Regions from separate parts of the Danio rerio genome. Here region 2 is linked to region 1. A link is a contact called in public Hi-C data. All regions are on one chromosome and are shown on one strand. Each heading gives the region's core, a stretch centred on a gene start, on an enhancer-like site or on the middle of the called end of the contact. The rest is flanking DNA. Distances are from core to core; before and after follow the strand shown.

Region 1 (5,753 bases), core at 1,702-4,201:
GGCAAACGACCCAGCCGAGGCTCGAACCAGCGACTTTCTTGCTTTGAGGCGACAGCGCTACCCACTGCACCACTGTGCCGTCCTTCGCATTCAACAGCGCTTAAATGTTAGTGGGAAAATTGCTGTTTTTTATTTCAGTATAGAAATTCAGTATCATGACAAGTCTAATACAGTCAAAGAATCAGTTCATTAACTTGAGTTTGATAAATGGCATCTAGAACGTGTGTTTGCAGGGTGTCCGTGGGGTTTTAAAAAATATTAAAAGTTGATAAATCATTTAAGAGAAAATTAAGGCCGTGAAAAGGTTTTAAAAAGTATTAATCATGTCTTTACGAGGTCTTAAATTTTGTTCAAAGTGTTTAATTCTATAAAACACCCAATAAATATATGTATTTTCCTCCTAATATTAACAGCGGCGTACTTGATCTATGTGATTGGTTCGGGCCGGAGTGCGTCTGGCCAAGCTCCTCCGTCAGGGTGATGTCACGTAATTTGCGACAATTGCAGGAAGGTGATGTGACGCTCTCCACATGTAGCGAAACCACAGAGCGAAACAGACGGCACAATAGGAAAATGTTATTTGCGTACTTCTGGTTGGAGAAAGACGAGTTTAAACAGTGGCTGAAGCCTGTTGCTGAAAACAACCGTGTAATTTTAATCTTTCAAGCTTTGGTTCCTCCGAGCTTCTGTTGCATGGTTGTGCTCCATTGATTTATTTAACTACAACTGTTTATTAACAACTATTTATTAAGTTGAAGGTTTGATACTGGTCGACGAGGTCTTAATATATTATCAGAAGGACTTTCAAGAGTTCACACTTAGCTGATGATTGGTAATAAGCTAGTTTGGCATGCTGTCCCGGGAGAGAGCCCCAAGCTCAAAAGATCCTCGAGCCCGGAGCTCCCTCCCGTTGCAGGGCGAGAGGGGAGTTTAAACTCGAGTAGATCTCGAGAACCCCCCCCTCCTGCTGCGCAAGGATTGCTAAGGTGATGTGTTGCTGACAGAATTGAATTTGGTGCTAATTTGGTTTAGTCAATTTACTTAAGTCTCATGTTTTTGGGAGTGTGGGAGGAAACCGGAGGACCCGGGGAAAACCTACGCAAGCACGGGGAGAACATGAACTCCGCACGAAAATGCTGTCCGGTTGGGTGGATTCCCGAGTCGGAGACATTTTTTGCTGTGGGGCCGCTGTGCTGCCCTGTACAACAGAGGAGGAGAAGGGGTGGAAGGGGAGATTCTTCAAGACGAAGATGACTAAAGGTAAGATGTTTGGTTATTTGTACTGGGTTAGGAATAGTCTGATTGGTGATTCGTACATTAGCTTGACTCGGGGCTAGCCGTGTCAATCATAAGCATGTGATCCTCTCGAAATTAGTTTACGAATAAACTTCACTTAAAAAGGTATTGAAATTACCTTTAGGATTCCTGCGTATACCCTGGTTTGGAAAAAATAACGTTAGCAAACTAGTGTCATTTCCCTTAACTTAGCTGAAAATGAAATCCCTTTTTATTTTACTTTCCATTCAGAACGGATGTTCGGGTCACTTGGAAGGCAGTGAAATGATTAATTTGGGTCGCTTTCTCTTCGCTGATAAGATATGCAACCATGTACTCAACATTCCTGTTTGTGACTTCTTCCCACCGCAGTCTCGATTTCGCTATTTAAATGGCATCCACATATAAATCAGTCTATCGCAGGGATGTCAAACTCAATTCCTGGAGGGCCCTGCACAGTTTAGTTCCAACCCTAATTAGACACACCTGATCAAACTAATTGAGTCATTCAGGCTTGTTTGAAACCTGCAGGTAAGTGTGTTGGAGCAGGGTTGGAACTAAACTGTGCATTGCAGCGGCCCTCTAGGAATTGAGTTTGACATCCCTGGTCTATCGTGTACACACCAGGAGCAGTGGGCTGCTCAGGGAGCAGTTAGGGGTTTGGTGCCTTGCTCAAGGAAATCCCCTCAACCACACTGTTGAGGTGGATATTTATACCCCAATACCATCAGGATCTATGTCTACCATTAACAGTCCACCCTAGACACAAATCCCCAACTAATTTTTGTGTAGAGCCCTGGATCGCCTACAATTGTGTCTGACGCCCACAATGATAAGGACTACAAATTGAATACATTTAAATCATAGGTCTCAAACTCAATTCCTGGAGGGCCGCAGCTCTGCGTAGTTTTGCTGCAACCCTGATACAACAGCTGATCCAACTTATGAAGGTGCTCATGACTCTTTTAAACACCTCGATTATTTGGATCAGCTGTGTTTGATAGGATTGGAGCAAAACTGTGCAGAGCTGCGGCCCTCCAGGAATTGAGATTGAGACCTATAATTTAAAGACTTTACTTGGAGGAGGATCACAGTGAAACACGGACTCCATGCACACCTCAGAGAAACCCTGAAGCACATGAATGAAGAAAACTCGTAAATATTCTAGACTTTTGAGTGGTACCACTTACATATTTCACAGACAGAGTTACTGAATTAGCCAGCAGCCATTGGCTTTGTTTTTCTCCCTCGTCCCATACGTGAATGGCCTCTCCTGTCATGTGCACTCATGTGTTTCCGAGTGCTCCAGTTTAGGCCTGTCTGCTCTTTTTACCCATCCAGGACAAAAGAAATCTCTCCCTTTCTGCTCCGCCGTGACCTCCCCGTCATCCGTCCACACACCGGGCCTTTCTGTCCATCATGTGGCACTGACGCTATCAATAACCGTGTCAGTGGGGCAAGTCCCACAGGCGATGCTCAGCCCCACCGCCTGAACCCAGCGTGAAACTCAGAAGCCCGCGGGTTTGAGAGGTGGGGGGGAAACAGCACGCGACACAGAATGGAGCCCCCCTGAAGAGACCTTCTTTTGACCACCAGACCGCCCCGACCATTGACTTCTTCCTCAGCCAACTGTGCATTCATCACACCATCTTCTCCTTTGTCAACATCCGCTGAAGTAATTATTCTTTTACTTCACAGAAAGCCAGACGCCATTTGTTGCAACTGATTAACACGGCAAGCTAATCAAAACACAGCTAACATGGAGCCTTTGCCAAAACACATGCAGTTAATGTCAAAATATTATATTTTTTCCTATATATATATATATATATATATATATATATATATATATATATATATATATATTAAGGTTTAAATGGATTTAAACATATAATATATCAAAGATGCCAAAAGGATAAAATATTTCTCACGTAAAAAAGGAGATGAGTAACAGAAGAAATAAGTTTAAGTAATAGATGAATGAAGTATGTGGTAATGGGGTGGGAAAATAATAATCTTGCGCTTCATCCCACTCCATTTTCGACCATGTTGAAATGTATTTTTTGTTAATGATATTTTATGTATGATATTTTTGATCTAAAATAAATAAATCCAATCAAAACTCAAATCATAAAATATATCTTCTAAAATATTACTTTACAAACTGTATTGTAAATAAATCAAATGAACACTTCATTTTAGTCAATATTATTACTGGAATCAATTTTAAAAACTGAATGAATATCAATTTACGCACATTTACACAAGTAAATAAGCAGACTCAGTGATGAGCTGAAAATCTGCGGATTTCTGCGCACGCAGTTTCCTTTTAGGCCTAGTAATGAGTTATTAAAGAAATGTGTTTAGAAATGTGTTGAAAAAAGCTTTCCGTTAAACCAACGCAATCTCACGGCAATTCATAAGTTTTTGATTTAGTGGCTAATTCGTATGAATTCGTACAATCTAATTCCTACAACTGAGTACAATTTGCTCATCACCCAATGACGGTTGAGGTTAGGGGTGGCGTTGGTTGCCACACCTCCTTTTTAAAATTTCGTACGACTTAACTCGAATTAGCCACTAAACTGACAAAACGTAAAATACCTACATTTCCTCATGAGATCAGGTTAAGCAGAAAAATTTGGGTGGCTAATAGTTCACCTAAATGACTTTGCAAGGCAAGGCAAGGCAAGGCAAGTATAGGCAAGGCAAGTTTATTTATATAGCATAATTCATACACAATGGCAATTCAAAGTGCTTTACATAAACAAGAATAAAAGAAACAAGTAAAATAAAAATAAAAACAAATAATAAAAATGCGTAAAAACAAAACAAAACATAAAAACAGGTAAAATGTGATATAAAAGAATGAAGAAGAAGAGAAAAACATGATAGTGCAATCTTTGGTCATGTTTTAATTCTTACATATATCTTCTTTTATGTTGTGAGGGATGTAAACAAAAACAATGTACCAACGTATTTCCTGTTTTACATTATTAACTTCTAAAGCTTCCAAAAATCCAAAATTATTGATAAATAATGTTATTATTTCCAATATTTTTATTGCATTTTTTTCCAGATATTATTCAAACTTGCAAATGTATATGAAAAATAGAAGTCCTATCAGCAAAGAGATGACATGAAATACATAGCAATAAAAACAAGAAATCTGGAGAACTCTTTAAACAACCTTACATTTTTCTACCCCCTTCTATGCACCATCCCTCCCATCTCCCACCCCTCCCTATTTTCTGAGGCCTTCAATAAGTATGTAACGGTGAATCAAGACACTGATAAATAAATAATAAAGATATAAACAAATAAATAATAACATTAGAAAAAAAAATTATAAATAAAATAAATGAAAATAAATATATGGGTAAATACAAAGGATGAAAATGTAAAATAAAAACTAGAAGTCTCTCTTTCTCCCTTTCGAAATTCTAGTCAGCAGTTCCTGAAATGTTAAGGTTCTCAATGACTGACAGCATGGGACTCCATGTTTTGTTAAAGGAGTTCAGTGATCCTTTAAAACAATGTCTCAGTTTCTCAAGATAGATGCAATTAAGAACCTCTAAATAATGTTATGATAGCTGTTTTAACATGAAGTTATGATTGAATTGCCTCTTTTTAGAGTTATGAAATAGTTTGATATCAAGCAGGAAATGTTCATGGGCCAATGACATGACCACATTGACGCGGTCTACACTGAAAAAAAGGAGAAATGCACACAGGTTCGGAACAAAGGAGAGAACATGCTGACAAAATTTGCATGTGTTTTGTCTTAACTACTAATACAGTAGCCTACACAAAGTCAACAGTTTGCAGATTGACGTTTTACATGAAACCACATCTAGTGAATATTGGACTATAACCTGGGCGCCTTGGCAAGACCCTTTCCCCCACAGATGGTGATGTTGCTGGGGGAGGATGGATGTAATTTGGGGACAGATGAGGGAGTCTTTATGTCACGTGTGTGTGTAGCCCTGGGGCACAGACATACACACACACACACGCATACACAGCAGACTGACCTAGATGAAGTCAGAGCTGTCAGCTGACTGGCCGTTCCCTCGCTCTTCCCAAATGTGTGTCTGCTGCTATATTCACAGGACAGAAACAGGCATGGACTGTGGCTAATCTACTCCCCCACACTCCCTCACACACGCTCTGAATGGGTCAGCCGCACCGCTGCGCTCCTGGCTATTGTATGAAGCTTTTGTCTGCTGTGGGGCGACCATTCGACTGAAGTGTGCGCATACTAAAGCCCTGTCATCAAAAACTATTACTACAACTTTAAAGAGGCCGCACCATAACTTTTTCTACTATTACCCATTGATGGATGCGAGTTAGCAAAGCTAGCTGCGTGATACTATTAATTTGCATATAGCGGAAAAGCTTTCAATCATCCGTTTCTGCTATGTGGGAAATGAATGTTTTGCTAACTCACATCTGAATGAGAAATTGAATCGGCTTAT
Region 2 (6,586 bases), core at 4,037-6,536, 65 kb after region 1:
ATAAAGTTATTATTATTTCTCATGACTCATGTGTGTGTTTGTCCTGCAGCTCTACAATGAGGAGATCCTGGACCTGTTTGACAGCACGCGTGATCCTGAGGCTCGAGGCCGGAAGTCCAATATTAAGATCCACGAAGACGGCAGCGGAGGAATCTACACCACTGGAGTGACCTCACGACTGGTCAGCTCAGAGGACGAGGTCAGATTGCCTTGTTTTGTTGTCTGAGCACGAAAAGAATTCAAATTGACCATATTTCATTCATTCATTCATTTTCTTCCGCTTATGCGGGGACTGGCCGCGGGGGCAAAAGTCTCAGGAGGGAACGCTACACTTCCTTCTACTCGGATCTCAAGGTGTTCCCAGGCTAGTCGAGAGACACATGATCCCTCCAGCATGTATTAAGCCTCCTCGAGGCCTCCTCCTGGGGGCGCAAGCTTGAAATACCTCCCTTGGTAGACGTCCAATTGGCATCTGAAACAGATGCCACAGCCACCTCAGCTGACTTCTCTCAATGTGGAGGAGCAGCGGCTCCACTCCGAGCTTCTCCCGGGTGACAGAGCTCCTCACCCTATCTATAAGGGTGCGCCCTGCCACCCTGCGAAGAAATTCATTTTTATTTCAGTTTGTATCCGAGATCTTGTCCTTTCGGTTATGAGCTGCATGTGTGGAGTTTGCATGTTCTCCCTGCGTTAGCGAGGGAGCGTTTCCTCTGGATGCTCCGGTTTCCCCCACAGTCCAAAGATATGCGGTACAGGTGAATTGGGTAGGCTAAATTGTCCGTAGTATATGAGTGTGTATGTGTGTGTGTATGTTTCCCAGAGATGGGTTGCGGCTGGAAGATCATCCGCTGCGTAAAAATGTGCTGGATAAGTTGGCGGTTCATTCCGCTGTGGCAACCCCGGATTAATAAAGTGACTAAGCCGACGAGAAAATGAATGAATGAATGAATGAATTGTGTTTTGTATATTTATGAATCGCTTTAAATTTGCGAATCGTGTTTTGTAAATTTGCGTTGTCATTTGTTATTTTCTTTGATTTGGCACCGCTTATTCTCCTTCCCTTCATCAGTTATTTTTGTTTAATTTTTGCATTTATTGTACATATTTGTAAATATACTTTGGGTGATTTAAATATACACTTCTTTATCTTTATTGTAATAAAGCGAACCAGTTTTTTTTTTGCCACGTCGTTGTCTGTGTTGATTCATAGCAGTTAACATCTCAGAGGAATTCTTAAAATATTGCGTTGTCATAATTATGTTAAGCCCTTTTTCATCCTCCGAGCCACACGGGGCGTGACAGTGTTCAATTTACGAATTCAGTGTTGTAGATGTGAATTGTGTATGAATTCTTTTTGTTAGTGTTTTACTTTTGAGATCGATCTGCCTCCATATCATCACATTCAATCAAGCAGCCCAAACCATTTTTACTCACTTCGCTTGTTGACTAGTGTATTCAGTGGCAGTGTTATTCACGCTGCATTTGTGTGTGTGTATGTTCAGCTCCTGCAGTGTCTAAAGCTGGGCGCTCTCTCCCGCACCACCGCCAGCACACAGATGAACGCCCAGAGCTCCCGTTCGCACGCCATCTTCACCATCCACCTCTGCCAGATGAGAGTCTGCCCACAGCCACAACTGGTACAAAAACAAGCCCAACATCTTAACATTAACACAAGCTCCTGCATCACAGAGACATCAGCAAGTTTGAGCAGGTCGAATGTTTTAAAGCATTAAAATTCAGAGCGCCGCTGCTGTATAAACGAAAGTCATTATGTTAAACCACAGGAATTATAAATGTCAGTGAACATGCCAGAGCACACTGAAACTCGACGCATCACACTTCATTTGTGACTCTAATTTAGAGCTTCACAATGTACTGAAAAATCATTGTTGTTGTTATAATAAAACATGCAATAGAGTTGAATGATTCACCCTCCTGTGAATGTTATCATATTTTCAAATATTTCCCAAATGATGTTTAACAGATTCAGGATTTTTTCACAGTATTTCCTATAATATTTTTTCTTCTGCATAAAGTCTGATTTGTTTTATTTCAGCTAGAATGTAAGCAGTTTTTAATAAAAAACAAAACAATTTAAGGTCAATATTATTAGCCCCCTTAAGCAATATTTGTTTTTGATTGTCTACAGCAGTGGTTCTCAAACTTTTTCCATCAAGTACCACCTCAGAAAAAAATAGTCTCTCCATGTACCACTATAATGAGCAGTATTGAAATACAGTAGCGTAGTATGCCTAATTAAGCAGCCACAGCTCTGCACAGTTCAAAAACGAGGCAGATTAATTCCTATTATTATTAATATTTATTATTGTCAGCCACTTTAAACATTTTACTTTAAATAGTTTAATCTTTAACACTGTACTGTGCTTACTGATAAAAAAAGAAACATAAAACATCAACATTAAAAAGTTAATTAAAAATGGCACTGATCTAGAAAGTAAAAAAAAAACTGCTGTACTTAAATGTAAAGAATAATCATGAAGTAGCCTATTCATCAAAACCTGGAAATGTTCCTTGGACCTCATAAATATGGGCTATATGTCATCATATTTATATATACATTTTTTTTGGATACATTTTGGAATATACAGGGTGGGCCATTTACATTCAGATGGGTGGTGGCCATGGTGGCCATTTTGAAGTCGGCCATCTTGGATCCAACTTTAGTTTTTTCAATAGAAAGAGGGTCATGTGACACATCAAACTTATTGGGAATTTCACAAGAAAAACAATGGTGTGCTTGGTTTTAACGTTACTTTATTCTAACATGAGTTATTTACAAGTTTCTGATCACTTATAAAATGTGTTTAGTGTGCTGTCCATTGTGTTGGTTTGTCAATGCAAGCCTCTGCTCCCACTCTTCACACACTCATAGCAACACCGCAGGAGAAATGCCAGCACAGGCTTCCAGTATCCGAAGTTTCAGGTGCTGCACATCTTTAATCTTTACACCATAGACAATATAGTGCAGCCATTCTTTATCAATGGAAATCTCAAGGCCACTGGATATTTGAAATTGCTACATGATGATGTGTTTCCCTCTTTATGCTCTGAATCTGGCACGTTCCCTGAGTTTTTCCAGCAAGATGGTGCACCACCAAATTATGGGTGTCAGGTCCGAGCATTCCTAGATGAAAAGTTTCCTGAAAAGTGGATTGGTCATAATGGGCCAGTTGAATGGCCCCCAAGGTCTCCCGATCTTACCCCCTTAGGCTTATCTTTGGGATCATCTGAAGGCAAATGTCTATGGTGTGAAGATACAAGACGTGACCCTCTTCCTATTGAAAAAACAAAAGTTGGATCCAAGATGGCCGACTACAAAATGGCCACCATGGTCACCATCCATCTTGAAAAGTTTGCCCCCTCACATATACTAATGTGCCACAAACAGGACGTTAATATCACCAACCATTCCCATTTTATTAAGGTGTCTCCAAATAAATGGCCCACCCTGTATATTGCATGTATATATGACTTATTTGTATATCTTTGAAATCTAAACATTAACTTGTATTTTAAATATACAATTTGGATTTACATACCTAATACAGAAATTACATCTGCTCACTGCGCGTTAGAGTAGGCTGTGTGTGTCAGAAAAGCAAAGTATTTAACTATGCCTGTCAACATTGGGATTTAAAAAACAGGATACGCCTCCTACAACCGTTCCAAATATGGGGAGAAATTAGCTTCAAAGGTTAGAAGACATAGAAAACATTAGACAATTAGAAATAAAATAAAAGGTTTAGCCTATTAAAATCTATTTCCTGATCACTTTGTTGTTATCATACACGTCAAAGGATAAAAAGTGTGTTCATTGTTTTACTTTAACTATTCAGCAATTCCTCCACGTACCACTAGAAGGAAGCCTGTATACCACTAGTGGTACACGTACCACAGTTTGAGAACCACTACTCTACAGAACAAACCACTGTTATACAATGACTTGCCTAATTAATCTAGTTAATCCTTTAAATGTCACTTTAAGCTGTATAGAAGTGTCTTGAAGGATATTTAGTCTAATATTATTTACTGTCATCATGGCAAAGATAAAATAAATCAGCGATTAGAAATGAGCTATTAAAACTTCTCTTTAAAAAAAATCTGCTTTCCATAAAACAGAAATTGTATATTAGTTTGTGTCCCTTTATTATTGATAATGTTGTGATGTTTTTTGTGGTAATGGTGAATTACAGGGCTTCTCTCTGCTCCTCCAGGTGAACGGAGAGCTGAATGGAGTCTCTGACGGCTCCATGTCTCAGTCCGAATACGAGACGCTCTCTGCCAAGTTTCACTTTGTGGATCTGGCGGGATCAGAGCGTCTCAAACGCACCGGAGCCACAGGAGAGCGCGCACGGGAGGGCATCTCCATCAACTGTGGACTGGTATGACACATTCATTCATTTGATTTTCCTTCGGCTTTCCCCCGCAGTCCAAACACATGCGCTATAGGTGAATTCAATGAGCTTAATTGGCCGTAGTGTATGAGTGTGTATGGGTATTTCCCAGTACTAGGTTGCATCTGCAAGGGCATCCACTGTGTAAAACATATTCTGGATAAGTTGGTGGTTCTCACAGAAATCAGTCAAGTTTGGTGAAGGAGAAGTCATGGTTTGGGGTTACATTCAGTATGGAGAGATCTGCAGAGTGGATGATCAACATCAACAGCCTGAGGTATCAAGACATTTGTGCTGCCCATTACATTACAAACCACAGGAGAGGGACAATTCTCCAGCAGGATAGCGCTCCTGCTCATACTTCAGCCTCCACATCAGTTCCTGAAAGCAAAGGAGGTCAGGCTGCTCTAAGATTGGCCAGCCCAGTCATCAGATATGAACATTATTGAGCATGTCTGTGGTAAGATGAAGGAGGAGGCATTGAAGATGAACACAAAGAATCTTGATGAACTCTGGGAGTCCTGCAGGAACGCTTTCTTTGCCGTTCCAGTCTGTGTATGTACACAAACTGGCTCACAAAATATACCAATATGAAAGTAGATCATGACTGAATCATAATCAAGAGATCAGTCCCTTTAACCATGCTTAAATAAATGAGCACAAAATCAACCCTGTAAAACTGGCCATGTCAGGGATATTTAAAGAAGGAAAAAACTCATTATCATAATTGTTAAAGGCCATTTAGCTGAGTCGTATTTTTTCCGCTGTAATATCGGTAGCGCATTAGTTTGAGATTCATTACTGCTCTCTTATGGTCTGTGCTGGGTAAAGCTGTCAGAGCATGATGGGAAGTAAAGGTAATTACAGCGAGTCGTGAAGAAGAGCTGGAGGAAAGCCAAGAAGAGCCATTGTTTGAGCTCTATTGTTTTCTGAGCCCACATACTTGTTTTAAGAAGCCCATTTAAAAGCTTTTACTCATAGATGGCAGCATGCGATGGAGCGTGACCATGTCTCTCTCTCTGTGTTTGTGTGTGTTTGGCAGCTGGCTCTGGGTAACGTGATTAGTGCTCTGGGGGATCAGAGTAAGAGGGCTGGACATGTGCCTTACAGAGACTCCAAACTCACCCGCCTGCTGCAGGACTCACTGGGAGGAAACAGGTAATGGGTGCATGTACAGTTGAAGTCAGAATTATTAGCCCCCCTGTATATATTGTTTCCCCTAATTTCTGTTTAACACAAAGAAGATATTTAAAAACGCATTTCTAAACATAACTCTACTGAAAAAACAGCTTAAACCAGCCTAGGCTGGTTGGCTGGTTTTCGCTGGTTGACCAGCCTGGTTTTAGAGGGGTTTTAGCCACTTCCAGGCTGGTTTCCTGCCATATCCAGCCTGGTCTTAGATGGTCAAGCTGGAAAATTACCAGCTAAAACCAGCTTGACCAGCCTAGTCAGACTTGGAGCCCAGACAAAACCAGCTATATCCAGCTTAAACCAGGCTGGTCAACCAGCTAAAACCAGCCAAGCAGCTTAGGCTGGTTTATGCTGTTTTTTCAGCAGGGAATAGTCTTAATAACTATATTTATAGTCGCTGATTTCTTTTATCTTTGCCATGATAACAGCACATAATATTTGACTAGATCTGTTTCAAGATACTAGTATCCTTTAAAGTCAGTGTTGGACAGTAATTGAGTATTTTTGTTTAAACTAACTGAGATAGGGAAAAAAAGAAGGAACACACACCAGATCTACACTATTGAGTGTGTCAGTGTGTATGCAGTAAATGTGACACACTCACACACTGGTTTTTGTAGAGTAGGTAACTCCCTTTCAGCTCTATTGTTCTTAAAATAAGCTAATAATTGTTACGAAAGATTAACCCCAGCTTTAACTCTTGACAATTTGGGGTAGATTGTTATTATGAAGATATGTTTCAGGTTTTTCAGGTTGCGCAGACAGTAGCTTTGTTGGACTTTTTTGTTCCCTTCAACCACTATTATTTTAGAATATGATAAATATAATTACTCTACCACACCTTTTACAGGACATCTTAGTTATTGTTATATGTGAAGACACTGCTAAGCCTACATTATTGCCCATGAACAGGTAATATTATAAAGATTTATTTTTTTGTAAAAAATATATACATATACACACACACACACACATATATG

What was found. Hi-C and Micro-C count contacts between places; a contact is called where the count stands out from the background.
Region 2: a contact with region 1 is called in a Hi-C map of embryo, with 2.2 times the contacts expected there. The contact joins the enhancer-like site here to the promoter of lhfpl5a in region 1. A contact is called at or near these places in 5 of 18 Hi-C or Micro-C datasets (caudal fin, embryo, skeletal muscle and 1 more) and 2 of 4 datasets of contacts at active chromatin or transcription factors (caudal fin and embryo).

What each region holds. Positions count from the first base shown.
Region 1 is chr11:2,890,542-2,896,294 of GRCz12tu, forward strand. It overlaps lhfpl5a (LHFPL tetraspan subfamily member 5a), which reads right to left and starts at 2,952. Exons shown (of 6, transcript XM_017358406.4): 1 at 2,466-2,952. LOC141376507 (a long non-coding RNA gene) reads left to right here. Exons shown (of 4, transcript XR_012386942.1): 4 at 1-406.
Region 2 is chr11:2,952,990-2,959,575 of GRCz12tu, forward strand. kif21b (kinesin family member 21B) reads left to right here. Exons shown (of 34, transcript XR_012386930.1): 4 at 50-199; 5 at 1,503-1,637; 6 at 4,236-4,403; 7 at 5,458-5,573. Among named protein-coding and RNA genes, the nearest start is that of kif21b, 53 kb to the left of the region's middle. Within about 2 kb of position 5,287, at least 6 of the 62 cell types and tissues checked have an H3K27ac peak or open chromatin away from gene starts, as enhancers often do.